Regions from separate parts of the Mus musculus genome. Here region 2 is linked to region 1. The links are chromatin contacts, called in public promoter capture Hi-C maps. All regions are on one chromosome and are shown on one strand. Each heading gives the region's core, a stretch centred on a gene start, on an enhancer-like site or on the middle of the called end of the contact. The rest is flanking DNA. Distances are from core to core; before and after follow the strand shown.

The links. Capture Hi-C pulls out chosen DNA fragments and counts their contacts.
Region 2: a promoter capture Hi-C map of pancreatic islet shows a contact between it and region 1. The contact joins two enhancer-like sites. A contact is called at or near these places in 4 of 115 datasets of contacts at active chromatin or transcription factors (cardiomyocytes, embryonic basal ganglia, embryonic stem cells and 1 more) and 2 of 9 other capture datasets (embryonic stem cells and pancreatic islet).

Annotation. Positions count from the first base shown.
Region 1 is chr7:112,489,866-112,495,382 of GRCm38.p6, reverse strand. The region is part of intron 1 of Parva (parvin, alpha); the gene reads right to left. Among named protein-coding and RNA genes, the nearest start is that of Gm45998, 41 kb to the right of the region's middle. Within about 2 kb of position 3,487, at least 44 of the 459 cell types and tissues checked have an H3K27ac peak or open chromatin away from gene starts, as enhancers often do. A contact at or near this core is called in pancreatic islet, where this site is marked.
Region 2 is chr7:112,759,116-112,764,410 of GRCm38.p6, reverse strand. It overlaps Tead1 (TEA domain family member 1), which reads right to left. Exons shown (of 13, transcript NM_009346.4): 2 at 4,772-5,027. The coding sequence starts at 4,973. Among named protein-coding and RNA genes, the nearest start is that of Tead1, 82 kb to the right of the region's middle. Within about 2 kb of position 3,465, at least 98 of the 459 cell types and tissues checked have an H3K27ac peak or open chromatin away from gene starts, as enhancers often do. A contact at or near this core is called in pancreatic islet, where this site is marked.

The sequences.
Region 1 (5,517 bases), core at 2,238-4,737:
CACCAATGTTGGGGCGGCTTTCAGCAATGCAGCAGCTTTTGAGACATCCCTGCTCCTGTAAGTAACCCCTCACCCACACTTCTGTTAGTGACTCCCAAAAAAAACCCTCATTGCCTCACCAAGTTGGACACTGGTAGTTTTGTTTGTTCCCATCATCTTCCCAGCAACAGAGTCCCACAACACCTCGAGACTGTGCCTTGCTGATTGCAATCTCCAGGCCCCAGCCTGTCTGACTTAGGAATGCTGAATGGGTGAAAAGTGATGGGCCTGGTGTACACATTAATGTTTGATCTTCTCTGCTCTTCAATGCTTTCCCTGAAATTTCCCTCCTTTCCTTATGAAGTACAGCGACCTAAGCAAGAAGGAACCCAAGGGGCCCTAACATGGTGCATCAAAGACTTATCATGACCTGGCAAAAGCACATGGATAAACTCCGCCTTTCCCTGCTTCCCACCCGCCTTTGACCATTGCTATGCCGACACTCTCGCATCCTCTTCTAGACACTGACACCGTCTACAAGAGACACTCATTCCTGAAGGGAGGTCCCACCAGCTGCAGGAAGCCCTGCTCCATCACTGGCGAGATTTCTCCCAGGACAGGGGAGGTATAGAGAAGGCGTCACAGGCAAAGATTACCTGCTGTGTTCTGCCTTTCCCAACCTTCTCACCCTAGAGCTTCCTAGGTGTGCACTGAGTGCAGGCACAGGTGCTCCCCAGATGGCTTGCTTAATTTGGCAGCTTGATGGCACTGTACTTCTGACCAAGGCCATTTGCCTGCCCAAGAGACTCAAAGGTAGTCACAGAGCGGCTGTATTTGAAGATTTTGTCTAAAACGTAATATTTCATACTGCTAATAGTAATAGAAGCTTCCTTGTAGCTTTGCATCGCCTTGTTGGTGATCCAGCATGACAGAAGCTTCTAGACACTTTGAAAAAAACATGCCTTCAGGCACCAAAATCTGCTTTTCAAAACGGATCATCTGTGGTGGGAATCGTTTCCGAAACCCATTGTTCAAAGGCTGAGCAGAAAAGCCACACAACAAGGCCAGTGTTGGTTGCTGTCAACTGTCAGTTTGCACCAAAGCCATCACATATTCATATTGACGGCTTTATTTTTCCACCCCAGGCAGGGGTCTGAGCAGGGTCATGAAGACTGATCAAACTTCAGCAAGCAGGGAAGGGAAGGGCAGGTGGAGGGCAGAAGCTCTCCCGTCACACTTAACGGCAATAAATTCCTGACCAGTCCCATTATCTCATGCTGTCACTGTCCCTGTGTCAGCCTGCTTAGCTAATGCTGCAAGGAGTTATGGGTAGTGGTCTAGAGAAGTGACAAACTTTCAAATACTATTTCCTTTCTCGTTTGCTATCTCTACTGCGTTAAAGTGACAAAGGTTACCTAGTGATTTCGCTCCTTGTTCTCTTTATCTTCCTTTTTGTGCTGTGATATAGCTTGAGTCCTCTTGTTTCTTTTTAAAAATTCTACATTAATAAAAATGTGCCTTCAAGGTGTTTTATTTCAGACTAAATATATCAAATCTATTCATTCCCACATATATTTCCCCATTCTGCCACCCGGGAGTGTCCGTTGCTCTTCAGTGATAGAGCGCACCAAGCCCAAAGCTGTGACCTTTCACCTATACTATGGAAAGAGCCTCTGTCTGCTTGTTCTTATTCTGACAAACTTGACCAGCCACTTAAGGTCCAAAGATATAGTTATATAGCCAAGTGGGAGCCACTGTGTAGTCTCTGCAGGCTCAGGATGATCTGGGAGTTTCCTAGTCCCTCCATAAACATTCTAGTCACACCAGAGTAATTGCCCATTTTCACCGGGCCTTGGCTACTCAACTGGAAAGTTGAGCATATTAATAATAGCTATATAGCTGGGTGTGGTGGAACATTCTTTAATATCAGCACTTGGGATGTGGAGGCAAGGAGGATCAAGAATTCAAGGCCAAATTTAGTACATAGTGACTTCAGGTCTGTACTACATGAGACCCTGTTTTTTTTTTGTTTTGTTTTGTGTTTTGTTTTGTGTTTGTGTTTTTCAAAAACATAAATAACGCCTAAGGTGTGTAAAGTCAGAGTATTAAATGAGCTAATACACATTTATTAGATGGGGTACTATTAAGCACATAAGCTAGCTTAGAAAAGCTATCATGGCTAGGCTTTAAAATCTCCCTGCAAACTAACGTGTTGATGGCTCGGTCCTGAGGGTAGTATTTAGAGGCAGGGCTTTGGATACAGGACTGAACTGAGGATTCTATCCTAAGCAGTGAGTGAATCCATTGATGTACACACGATTTGACGACATTATTACAAAAAAGGTAGGGCCTTTTTTTTTTTTTTAAAGATTTGTTTATTATTTTATGTAAGTACACTGTAGCTGTCTTCAGACACACCAGAAGAGGGAGTCAGATCTTGTTATGGATGGTTGTGAGCCACCATGTGGTTGCTGGGATTTGAACTCTGGACCTTTGGAAGAGCAGTCAGGTGCTCTTACCCACTGAGCCATCTCACCAGCCCAGGTAGGGCCTTTTTTGTCCATCTGTCTGTCCTGACTGCTGAGGGAGTCCTCGACCATGGGTTTTGGCTCACGCCAGGCCTAGGTCAATGGAGCCAGTTGACCATGAAAGAAAGCTTATGAATCCATGGCCCTGAATCTTTTCTCCTTCTATTGTTTTTCTTAGGCATTTTTATCATAGTGATGTAGAAAATAGAAAAGTGGCTAGCATACAGCATCTTGGAAAACATATAATCAATTGATTAGAACTCAAATGCCCAGGCCTGGACCACAGGACCTTACCCGTCATCAGGCCCCATCCAGGCTCACCCCATAGAACTCCACCCTGACTCATCATGCTCCAGTCACATACTAGCTTTTGGTTGCCTCTCTAAGGAACAATACAACCCACACCTCAGGACCTTTGCATATCTCAGCTTAACCTGTCATCTGAAAAACCCTGCTCATTGAGAAAACCAACTGCAGGTATCCACACCATTCTCTCCCCTTTATGATACTTAGCACGATTTGTAGCTGTGTAGCTAGTGGTTGGTTGGTTTGCTTAAAACCAGCTTCTGCTACTAGACTGGGAACACCATGAAACCAGGGAAGGCTCTCTCTCTCTCTCTCTCTCTCTCTCTCTCTGTGTGTGTGTGTGTGTGTGTGTGTGTGTGTGTGTGTGTGTGTGTCCCCAACCCTGAAGCTTCCATTCTCAGCTCCCAGGAACTACTCAACAGTTACCCATGCCTTGAATGGAAGAGGATGGATAGACAAATTTGACAGCCTGGAAGATAAGCATGGCCCCTTGTGGAAACCCTTTTGTTTCTTTCTCCTAATGAGTTCACTAAAGCTAATCTAATCCAGCTCACTAAAGCTGATCAAATCCGCCCCTGGCCAGAATCTGGGTTTTGCCTGAGAGTAAGGTGAGAATTACTGAGTCACCCAATTGCTTACTCAGAGAGGGTTTCTGAGTGTTTGCCACATACTTAGCAGCACAGAGCAGCTTGTGTTAAATAAATAAACAGACCTGAAGCCTCCCTCCACCCTGTCCCTACAGGGATGCTGGACTCAGGGGACACACATAATGACACAGGAGGCAATTAGATAATAGGATACAGCTAGGATAATTATTTGCCATGGTGAGTGACACACTTAAGGAAAACACTGGGACACAAGCAGGGAGATATCACTTGTGGGTACTTAGAGGAGCGTGTCCTCAGGACCAGGACAGGTATGCAGGAAGTCACCTTCTGCAAAGTGTTGGGAAGAGGCCACACGAGCAGGTTCCCTGGTGGGGTTGTGTCACTGACCTAGACTGACTAATGGGGGTCCAGTGGGGGAAATGCTAAAATCTCCCAGGGGAGCCCCTAAGACTCCAGGAAGAGGGGAGGTGATAGCTTTTAGGGGCTTTTGTTTGTTCTTGATGAATCATGGGATATCTACCATGTAGCACTTAACCTAGTGCTAACTAGTCTAGGTGGTGTATATTCAACTGTGCTTGCTGACAATCCATGTATACACACACACACACACACACATACATCGGAGAGAGAGAGAGAGAGAGAGAGAGAGAGGGAGAGAGAGAGAGAGAGAGAGAGGAAATTATCTGAATAGTTTAATAAATCATAAATAATATCCTCCCAAAAGTACAGGAAAAAGTCTCAAAATCAGTTACAAGCAATCTCAGAGGACAGAGAATTAGCACCACTGAGGTAATAATTCAAAACTTGTACATGAAATGTTTTGAAATATAAGATTATTCTGAGCGGCTGGAGGCATGGCTCAGCAGTTCAGGGCACTGGCTGCTCTTCAGAGGACCTGGGTTGGTTCCTAACACCCACATGACAGCTCACAAACAGCTGCAATACCAGTTCCGGGGGATCTGACCTCTCTTCTGCCCCCATAGGCACTGCACCCATGTTTACTATACATATACACATACAGGCAAATACTCATATACATAAAATTAAAATAAATCTTTAAGGAATGTTTTAGCAGATATGGAGGAAGCCATCAATAACATTCAACTAACTTACCCCTCCCTCCTTCCTTCTTCCTTTTCTTCCCTCCCTTCCTCCCTCCCTCCCCCTCCCTTCCTCCCTCAACCTGGGGATTAAATTCCAGCCTTCCACACACTAAGCAAGCATTCTACCACAAAGCTACCGTCTTAACCCCTTTAAAAAAGAAATTTGAATTTTAAATAGGATCTTGCTAAATTACCTAGGCTGACCTTGAACTTGTAATCCTCCTGCCCAGTCAGTCTCTTTAGTAGTTGAGATTATAGACATGTATCACTTCCAACATTAATTCTTTATAAGAATTCTTTAAAATCAAAAGATAGGATATTTCCCTCTATAAAGTTAGAAAAGGTGGGCTGCCAAGATGGCTTGAAGTGGCTTAAAAGCACTTGATGACAAACCTGATGACCTGTGTTTGATAGCTGGGACTCATGTGGTGGTAGGAGAGAACAGACTCTTGACTTCTGACCTCCGCACATATGACATTGGCTCCCACATGCTCTACCCCTATACTGGCTGGTTTTGTGTGTCAACTTGACACAGACTGGAGTTATCACAGAAAAAGGAGCTTCAGTTGGGGAAATGCCTCCATGAGATCCAGCTGTGGGTCGTTTTTTCTCAGTTGGTGATCAAGGGGGAAGGGCCCCTTGTGGGTGGTGCCATCCCTGGGCTGGTAGTCTTGGGTTCTATAACAGAGCAGGCTGAGCCAGGGGAAGCAAGCCAGTAAGCAACATCCCTCCATGGCCTCTGCATCAGCTCCTGCTTCCTGACCTGCTTGAGTTCCAGTCCTGACTTCCTTTGATGATGAACAGCAGTGTGGACGTGTAAGCCGAATAAACCCTTTCCTCCCCAACTTGTTTCTTGGTCATGATGTTTGTGCAGGAATTGAAACTCTGACTAAGACAACCCCCAACACTAAATAAAACAAAAACACTTCAGTATTTTAAAAGTTTATAGATTTAAATATGAGCTTTAATAGTAGTCTTAATGTGTTCCTTGAT
Region 2 (5,295 bases), core at 2,216-4,715, 270 kb before region 1:
CCTGGGGTCTAACAGCATCCTCCCCCTGCCACCAAGACGTTTGATTGGCACATAGTTGTGTGCCCTCTCCTGCTGATATCCCGACTCACTAAGCAAGTCCCTTCCTCTTGAACACCAACCAGGCCAGCAGGCAATCCCATAGCATGTGTGTGACTGGCAAGGCATAGGTCAGGAATGGGGTAGAGGCACACATACATCTTCCCTGACTTCCTGAACTAGCTTGCTCTCCAGGACTGACCAGTAGTAGGTCTAGCATCCCAACAAGAAACAATGCCCCCCTCCCCCAGTAGATCACTTAACAGAATCCTTGGTCTTGCATACATGAAATCCTGGGCTCAATCCCCAGCACCACAGGAAAAATTAACCAAACACAACTGGAGGTAGGGTACCCTGCTTGCCACCCAGCTCTTCTCAAGAAGAAGGGTACAGGCATCTGGGCTCAGGAGAAGCCACTGCCTACCAATGGCTGTGCCCAGTCAGCCTGCAGCGACCTAGGACACTAGAACCTTCCAGACGTCTTTCTGGCCAGCACTAGGGCCAGCCTTGTGATCTGGACCCTCCCTGCTGTGCTCTCTTCCTGCCAGCAGCAGGCCAGGTGTCCTGGACTTTGGTAGCCAAGAACAGGCTTCAAAAGGCTAAGTGGAAGGTGACCATCTTCAAAGCGTCCTCAGACTTCCCAGAAATCTTTGGCAGGCAGCCCTGACCTCAGGTCAGTGGCCAGCAAGTGAACTTGTGACAGCTCTGTGAGGGCAGGGACATGACTGTGTCTGTCTGGTCCCCAGCTCTCATCCTGGCAATCCCAAGCATGAGGCTGGCATACAGCTTGGCGCTCAACAGTGATTTGCTGGGTTGATGTGCAATGGCCTCTACCAAGGAAGGACAGAAAGCACAGTGGGGGTGGCCCTGGCTTTGGAGTTAGACAGACCTAGACCTTCACCTTCCAGCCATCTTATTCTCAGACTTATGCTGTCCCTCTCATCCAACCCCTTTACCATAGCACCTCAGAGAGCTCTCGGGAATGTCAGCTGCATATAACATACAGAGCCTTTAGTCAGCAAAGGCAGACACACTCCTGCTTTGTTCTCAGTTCACAAACACTTACTTAGCACCCAACTGTATGCAAGATGCTATTCAAACACAGTGGGCAACCCCACATAATAATGACTTCAGTTAATTTTTGTGACAATCCTCTGAAGTTGGGTCTATTTAGCACCCTCCTTTGCGCTTCAGGCTTTGAAACACAAGAGAACTAAGGCAACTTGCCCAAAGCCTGAGACCTAAAAGTGCCAGGCCAGGATTCATATTAATTACACAGTCTAAACTGCTAAGTGCTGCACCTGTCTGCCTCTAGGGCACACAATCACTGCAAACTGGTTTCTGTCCCAACTCTTGAAGGATTCCAAGGACATGTGACCACACTGCCAGACTGTGTCTTCAGTTACAGAGGGAACAGACGCAGGTATTCCCATAGATCACAGTTTGGGTTATTTTTGTTTGTTTGGGGGTAAAGTCTTGTTTTCAGCTGTGGTGTACTCCCCTAAAATCCAGCTTCAGAAAAGCATGCTCCTTAAACACTTCCCTCCCATCCCTCCTCCCTCTCTACCTCCCAGAAAAAGAAACACACAGCTATGCAAAAATGGGCTAAGGAATGAAAGAGGAAAGAGGAAGGCCTGTGCATCTTAAGAGCAAAGTCAGAGGCAGCAGCCAAGAGCAAGCATTGTACATCAGGGAACACAGAAAATGTCCAGGCACACAGAGGCAGGCAGGCGGACGGCTACACAGTCTCAGCTGCCCAACGTCCAAGGTAACAGAAAATTAAGCCATTTCTCTTCCAAGGGACAAAAGCTTATCATAAACAACTCTCCGTTTACTCTCCTGCCAACCATGATGAAAATCTCATTACCAAAATAAATCACTTGACCTTGCCTCTTCCAGTGTTTCGAGACTAGTGACAACCCAGAGAACTCAGAAATGCTCAGAGATGGAGGAATGAAATCCTCAAGGAAGACTCGCCAGGTGTTTCACTGGGCTATGACTTTGACTGACTTCACAGAGAATCCATTTTCAAAGGTCTTAGAGAAAAGGGATGCTCTCGGGGACCGCTGACTACTGGTCGAACATTAAGATTCGTTTATGTGCTAGCAAAAGCTTGATCACGAAGGGTGACCCTGGCCTTACATGGGCTCACATGACTCTGTCTCCGACTGGCTGAGGTAGCACTAAGGAGAGTCAACTTTCTCTGACAAAGTTAAAGCAGATCCCCTAAAGGGAGGCCCAGTCTCCAATTCAACTAGCCCAGGAACTACCACACTTCCCTCCAAGATAGCCTGAGGCATTCTATCTTATGCCACAAGACAGGGAGCCAAGGGGAGTGCTTCCTCCCTGGACAGATGGAGATACTGCAAGGCCAATGCAGAAAACCCATCTCTTCCTGATCAGGGGACAAAACCATGCAGGTTGTGTACTCTCTGGCCCTGTGAAACCCACAACCATACTAGACTCTTCCTCCCTAGTGAGGAAAAACGGTTGCCTCATTTTAAATCTGGCTGGCCACCAACAGACAGTAATCGGATAGTGTTAACTTAAGGAGAAAGACACCCATACTCAAAAACAGATACAACTGGGAAGTACTGGGAACTGAGTTACCCTCGTCCTAGACACATATCCCACAGCCAACACCAAACTTACCAATATCTAATCACCCTGCTGAATTCCACCCCTCAAAACCACAATATCCTAGATGGCAAGTCTCCAAGGACCTGTTGTCCTCATTTATTTGATCATCTTTCCCAGGAGCCCAAAACTACATTAACACCAAGCACAAATGTGATCAGGTTAATAGCTGATAGAATAACTCCAATCTGAAGCTTCCATGGATTCAGTTCTCAGCAAGAGATCTTAAAAATCATTTTCACATAAAAAGTTTACAATTGAGTTATAGGCAAAGTGGGCAACTATTTACAAAGGAAAATCTCAATGGAGGGGGAAAAAACATTTTCAAAGGCACGATCTCATTAGATAGCTTAGGCTGGCTCTAATTCTCACTCTCCTTCTGCCTTAGACTCCTGAGTGTTGTTGGGATTATAGATGTACACCACCAAATGTCTTACGCCATTAATTTAGATTAAAACAACCTGTGAGCAAAGAAGTGGGAGCTTCACAATGCAACATCCCAAAGCTATGCTTCAAGGGAAAGCTGAGGAAGGAGAAGCCGGGGAAGAAAGGACGGACGCAGGATCCACCCACAGCAGCTGAGCAACCGGTTTCGGCCCGACTTCACTACCCTAGATAAAAAGAGGATTCTCTGGCTATAGCAGAAACTCACAAGAGCATAAAACAAATGCCACAAGTTTGGGTTCTCACTCCCGAGTGCATGACAGGCTGAGAGGCTCAGTGCCACAGAAAGCAAAAGTGTCTTTGTTTCCATTACATCATCCGTGGTGAAGGGGGAGGGCAGGCAGGGCACAGCTGGTGGCAGCTGTGCTACCATCTGCTCTCCTCTCAGAAGTCTTTGCTGGTCTGAGCACAGCCTCCTTGGGCTCCTGACAGAGACACGCGGGGTTAAAGGTACAACACCCTATTACAGAAATAGTGGGAATTACTGAGAAATAAATCACTCCTCTGTTGAGTTAAGAGCCTCGGGTAGTGGATGAGCCAGTGTTGGTGGAATTTATGCTGGCTGCATCTCTTTAGACTTGGTGACAACACAAACTCTGTCAACTCAGTTAGACAAGCACTATGTACAAGTGACCACCTGCCACCTACTTTCCTAAAGGTAGATAGCCAAAAAACCCGCAAGTCTGCATGCAGCTGGGAGCATTCTGGAAAGAGAATGTCCCCAACCTGTGGAGGGAAGCTTCACACCAGCTAGGGTGGGGACATTCGCTGTCAGCAACCAGAGCCATTTGGAAAGCTGGGCCTGCCTTCCTTGCCTCATGCAGCTTTCCCCAGAACCTACTCAGAGGACAGTCATAGAGGAAGGGGAAGCTGGGAGCTGGGAGCTGGGCACATGAATTGGGGCTGGGGAAAAACAGATGGGACAGGACAGGACACACAACAACGTCTTAACTAGCCATTCAGCTGCAAGTTAGAAGCAAGAATGGAAACAGGCCAATCAAACCTGTGTGTGTTTTATCTGGCCAGTACAGGGCTGATCCTGAAGTGGGGGATTTCAGAATTTTTAGAGGGACATAATGTTGAGGCAGGGTCTCATTAAGTCCAGGTTGGCCAGAATTCTCTATGTAGACCTTGAACTTCTGGTCAACCTAGCTCCACTTCCTGAGTGCTGGGATTACAGGGGAGCACTACTGGGATTACAGGGGAGCACTGCCATGCCCTGTTTCCCAAGGCTGTAGATTAAACCTAGAGGTCTGTGCTGCCAGGAACAACCACATCCCCAGCCAATAAAAAAAGAATAGATTTCAAATACAAATCTAAAGCACAAGATCTTCCTGCAAGGGTGGGAAGGACTCAAGGGACTCGGTCCCACTCGACGCCAGCTATGTGGAGCCGAATGACTGAAGAATTTGTTCCCTCCTGCACGTATGCCACCGTGGCACGTGAACCTTGAGAGCATCTGCCAGAAGGCCTGTCAAGCATGAAGAGAAAACCCCCAAGGGATGGTATCCCAGGATCCTCCTCTGTAGTGGAGCCCTGGTCCCTGGGATAGCCAAATGTCATTCTACAAAGAGCAACCAGGCTGGCTTCGGAGAACATCCCCTCCCACTGCAGCAGGCTGGAGGCCCTGAAAGGAATGTTCCAGGCCACTTACCATACATTTTGCCTTCGTCTGATAAGATGATTTTTCTCCTCCCACACGGCGGATAGATAGCCAGGGCCTCCTGGAAACTCTGCTCAATATCAGGACTCCAGACGCCCTCCGCGTCGTTGTCAATCGGCTTATCTGCCGAGTCGCTCATCCTTTCCATGTTTTCGGCAGGGCTCTCGCTGCCGCTCCAGCTGCTGGGCTCAATTTTGGCGGTTGGGTTTTCCAAGCCGAAGCCTGGAGCCTTTTCAAGAAAACAAACCTAAAAGAGAAATCATAAAACCATGTAAGGCTAGGGGTGCCATCAATATACTGCTTCTACAAGCTGCATAGTAAGCTCACAGGTCATCAACAGTGTTACGTGGACAATAATTCCTGGAGGAGAATATGGAATTCTGAGATCCCAAGATGATTTTGTCCTCCTTGTGTCATGTTAAGTACCCTACAAAAACATTAATGGCCGACTGAAGCTGGGTCATCTTCCTGGATAAGAGAAAATTCTCACCAATGATGGCACTCACTCAGAACTA